Linked DNA regions of Zea mays: region 2 is linked to region 1. A link is a contact called in public Hi-C data. All regions are on one chromosome and are shown on one strand. The core of a region is the stretch at or near the end of the contact, and the rest is flanking DNA. Distances in the headings are between cores, read along the strand shown.

Region 1 (2,596 bases), core at 34-2,533:
TCTGGTGCAACGCACATGCATATATCTAATTGGGAAAAATGACAGAAACATACTCTGTTAGGAACAAAAGTTACATGATGATGGTTATTCGGGTGAATGTGGAGGATACACATACACTGCCTTCTGCGCTACGATTATAAATATGATGCACTGCAAACTCTGTGCCTAACATTGATGATTTTGCACTAAGCGATTCGGGATGCCAGTATTCCACCTCTAATCAACCGAGAATTTGGTTTTTTGGGACTCCAAACAATTTGCTTCGCACTTTTGTCGTTCGTAGCATTGACTTCGCAAAAATTGGATTCAAAACATGTCCAACTTGATTTTAATGCCATTTTGGATTTTTTTTGTCCTTCTATGCGTGATTGCGGGGAAAATGTCCAAAATGGCATTGGAAGTGTGACATGTTGAGTCATATTGTCAATATTACGAATAGCAAAAGTGTGAATAGCATTGTTTGGAGTCTAAAAATCCAAATTTCTCTAATCAACCAGACAACCACCACCCGTATCGTGTAAAAAAAGGGGGAGAAAGGGTAGGTAACGGAGAGAAGAGACTCACATGGGAGAGCAGGAGTTTCTCGGCGGTCTTTCGGACCTTGGCCTGCGCGGCGTCACGGTGCCTGCGGCGGGCAGCGAGGGTGCGGCGCTTGAGCGCCGGCGTGGCGCCATCGAAGACGAATACGGGGCGAACACGGAGGAAGAGGAGCTTGCAGATGCGACGGAGGAACCCTAGGAGGTGCGCGTCCCGGACCATCTCGCCGCTGTCGTCCCGCATCGCCCGCATGAACTGCACCATCCAGATGCTCGCGTCCACCGCCACCCGCTTGCCCGCAAGGGTCTCCACTGAGACGCGTCGCCCAACCGGAGCCAGTAGTTCCCACAGACCGTGAACTCCCATCTCCTTCTCCCGGGCGCCGACGGAAGAGGTGGAGAGTGCCCTCGGCGGCCGGCGACTCTGGAGAGGCGCAACGTTGACGCGACGCCGAGGAGGAGGCCAGGAGCGGAGGGGCCTGTTGTGCCTGTCGCTAGGGCCACGACCCACGACCACGAGCCTACGACTCGCGAGATTTTTGTCATTATAAAACACACATTATGATTCGTCGAAACGAATGCGTTGAGGAGGGATTCGACGATCTACGATTTAGACTCAAAATCTCTTTCTGCGTGTTTGGTTATGTGGACGCGCTTGGCCAGATCCTCCGCATGCATTAGCTAAGCCTAAGCTTTTGTTTGTTAACCTGTATGCAGGGGGCATGGGCTGCATCCGCCCATGCAGCACAGGCTAAAAAAAAGGCTCTTGGCTGCATGTGTGGAGAAGATTATATCAGGCGTACCTGGCGGCCCAGGCTCGCGTGCGCCAGGCTTAACCTCTGCACCAAACCAAACACATGGTTTGTGTGCGTAGAGACCGGCAATTAAGCACGACGATGTCACGTCGTGACCTTGCCATCACTCCTCCATCCATTCTCTCTTCCAGCGAGATCTGTCTTCTAGCAGGGAGAAACCCTAGTCGTCGCCTCTTCAATGGAGCGGGTTCCTCCGGTTGAAGCTGTAGCCGATGCGTACGACGCCGCCAGAGCAGCTGTCGTTGCTGCAGCAGAAGCCCATTCGGCCGCCATCATTGCCGAGAAGAGGCAATCGCTGCTGTGAAGTATGCAGGAATTGCTCGCGAAAAGTTTGAAGGAGTTGTTGATTCAGTGAAGAACTCAACCTTTGTCTATGCTAATGTCAGTGATGAGGCTTTGATAATATTTCTCCACACTATTTATTTTCTAGAGATCGACCTTTTGTTTCTCCATAATTTATTCGTCCCTGCATATATTATTGTATGCATGTAGTGTAACCGTGTACTCCATTGCTTTTATCCTCTCTCTCTCTTGTTCATTTTATTAATTACCCTGGGTACGTGTGCTGTACTAGTATTGTTGTACCTGCATAGATTATTGTTGTACCTGCATAGATTATTGTTGTACCTGCATAGATTTTACTAATCAACATTGTCCCTGCATAGATTATTGTTGTACCTTGCCCGGAATAAACCAGCCTGTTCGGCTGATTTTTAGCATAGACGCCATTTATGGCACCGTGTTGTTTGTATTCCCTTGTAGCTGGTACTTGTTTCTTGGTTATTTACATGACAATGTTGATTTTGTACAAGACAATGTTGAGTTGAAGTATCATGTTAGTATCAAGAATTATCTGTGATACGCGATTCAAGTGATGAGGAGACAATCAACATTGTTGCATACAATTAATTCTATCTGTTCTAGTATCCCAGAAGTTGAGGGGGGCAAGATAGGGAAGGTTGTTGGCCACCTGGACCATGTCTGCAAGATGCTCGAGAAGACTTCTATTGTCTGCCAACAAGATTTGGATCATAAGTGTCCTAGTTGAGACCTATTTGATCCCCCTTCGGATGTTGATGATCACCCTGATGTTGATGAACTGCTAGAAGGATACAACTCATCAGATCTGGAGCTGTGGGAAATGGCGTTTGAGGACCGAAAGTGGGAGGAGAATAAAGTGGTTGTCTCCTTGGCTGAGCATTGTCGTATCATGGGATACAATTACGAAGAGATTTATGATCGTAC
Region 2 (2,596 bases), core at 41-2,540, 320 kb after region 1:
GACCGGAGGAAAGCAGTCGCTGGTGAGGCTGGGGAGGCTTCGGCGGGACGCGGTGGTGGTGGTGGGCGGGCTGGACGCGCTGGCCTCACTCCAGGTTTCGCCGCCAACCCCGCCGCCGCCGGAACCCCCGGAGCGCTGGCGCGGCGTGTAGTATGCATCGTCAGAGGAGCCCATTGTGGCCGCGCGGCGCAGCGGCGGGAGCGGCCGGAGCTCTGGGCTCAGGTTGTCGGTGGGCTCGTCGCGGCGCGCGCGCTCGCTGCGCAGCTTGCGGTACGGGGACCCAATGAGATCGGCGGCGGGGGACCCGTGGTGGCGGCCGGGCGTGGTGGGCTCCACCGTGCCGACGTAGAGGAAGTCAGCGGCCGAGGGCGCCGAGTGGTGGCGCGCGGACCCACGGTCGGGGCCGAGCAGCTTCTGCGAGTCCCCTCGGCGGCGCGCGCGGAGCGCGATGAGGAACGCGCACGCGAAGGCCAGCAGCGCGATGGCCGCGGTCGCGGCCGCCCCCGCCGCGACGATGGTCCCCTTGGCAGGGCCGCCGTGGTGGCCGCCATCACCAGACCCTGACGAGGCGCCGGCCGGGACGTTGGAGGCGACGGTGGTTGGCGAGGACGTCGTCGTCGTACCTCCGCCGCCAGCAGGGGCCACCGGTGGCGTGGGAGGGAAGAAGGCGCCAGGAGGTCCGTCCGGCGTCGCCGGGTCAGAGGAGAAGTCCGGCTGCGGCGATGGCGGCGGGGTCCACTCGATTGGGAACAATGGCTGGTGGAGCAGCCTCCTTGCCCCGCCTCCGCCGACATCGCCGGGCGACGACGCGGCGGCCGGCGAGAGACGGCAGCACAGCAGCAGCACGGTGCACGCTGGTAGCAGCATGACGGTAGTGGGAGGCATTGGCGGTGCAGCAGAAGGAGAAGGGGAAAAAAAAAAGTGAACCGAACGGCCGCGGCCTCGGCTTTCTACGGCGATAACATACAATGCTGCCCTCGGCGACAGTAACATACAATGAGGATAGAGGGAGCGAGCGTGGGAAGGGGAGTGGTGGATGCCGCCATTTTTGGTTCCGCCCGCGAGAGTGACATACAATGCTGCCTAGCCCTCGGCGGGGAAGATCAACCGTGCCGCTCACACGTGGCGCGGCAATCGGCTGCTTTCCGTTTGCTGTTTCCGTTCTTTTTTTTTCGTTGTTCTGTTTCTTCCCCTGACTTTCGCCACTTTGGATCTCACTCGCTCGGAAGAAAAGGAGATCCAATCATAAACTAAAGAAATTCCGGTTGTTCATACACGATTACAACCATGAACCGACGAAGGAAAGAAGGTTCATCGACACACTTTTGGTTGAAAAATGGAGATTTTATTTTGTTGCGGTGCCTTTGCAAATTCGGCATGCACTAAAAACAGGCGAAGGAAGGTTGGTGCTTTGTTCGTCGAGGAGGCAAGGAAATATTCCACACCGGGGCAACTAAACACACATGCTGAAAATGGTACCTGATTCTTTGCTTGCGAACAAAAGCTCGATGTGATCGATCTTCTGGGCAGAAAAAGGTCAGTCTAGTAATACCAGAGAGGTACAATGACGAGTGGGCCTGGTCCGGCTCGCTTGTTAGTTAGAATTCATTCCACTGACGTGTGGGGGCTCCGTGACAGTAGAAGGGCACGCCCATCCTGCTCCGGGCGTGCTGCGAGCCTGCGACTAGTACAATGCGACTGGCCGGTCCGCGAGCCGCCGCGACGAACAACTGATACAGCACGGAGAGCCGAGGACGAGGCAGATTTGTCCCGTGGTAGGCACGCAGCTGCTGTTCGACGCCGTCGCTTGCACGCCCATGCCTCAGCTGCTGTAGCTACCGCCGTTACTTTAGCAATGACACATGGCGTGAACCGCAATGATAAAAAAAAAAAAGCTGCGTCGCGCGAAAGCGGTGGTATTATTCGCGCGCGAAAGCAATGGTATTATATGTGTCGTTGATGCTAGTAAGGGTGCTCTCGCATCACATTGTATCATTCCACCTAGTTGGCCAGCAGGGATCTTGGACTGCTTTACTCGCTTTGCTAGTTAGTGATAGCTTGGCTTTAATCCAAAGTGTATTATACGGTGCTGATCTGGCCGGCCTGCTGGAGTGCTCCTCTCGCTCTCCGCTCGGAGATAGAGAGAGAGAGATTTGTTGCAGATGGTACAGGATAAAAATTCCTGTACCATCTTTGGTACGAGGAAGGCGACATAGGTGTCAAATACAGGTCAGGTCATCATTCAGGGAGAGCTCCCGCGAGTGTGAACATCTAACCAAATGTGGACTTTCTATCCTCTTTCATTTTTAGATAACGTAGAAAAATTTCCGGCTTTCCCCTCAAAAGAGGTTAGGGCCAACACAAATTGTTACATCACACTGCTCTATGAAGGGACATACCTCTTCATATAGCCACACATTAGCACACTAAAGGTTTTTGAAACTTAATAAAACCACTGAGATGATTACAAGGCAATCCTATTAGAAAACCTCCAACCAAAATTAACACAAAATTGCATGGCCACCGATTCCCGACGACGACATACATTCTTTATTAAAACTCCATCAGCTTCATCCTTTTGTAGCTAAGCCCAGAA

Evidence for each region. A called contact is a pair of places that touch in the nucleus more often than the background predicts.
Region 2: a Hi-C map of tassel shows a contact between it and region 1, with 1.9 times the contacts expected there. The contact joins the promoter of LOC103632209 here to the promoter of LOC103632168 in region 1. A contact is called at or near these places in 3 of 25 Hi-C or Micro-C datasets (ear, endosperm and tassel).

What each region holds. Positions count from the first base shown.
Region 1 is chr1:22,124,054-22,126,649 of Zm-B73-REFERENCE-NAM-5.0, forward strand. LOC103632168 (DNA repair protein UVH3) reads right to left here and starts at 1,284. Exons shown (of 14, transcript XM_008653991.3): 1 at 565-1,284. The coding sequence starts at 903.
Region 2 is chr1:22,447,864-22,450,459 of Zm-B73-REFERENCE-NAM-5.0, forward strand. It overlaps LOC103632209 (formin-like protein 8), which reads right to left and starts at 1,291. Exons shown (of 4, transcript XM_008654033.4): 1 at 1-1,291. The coding sequence starts at 993.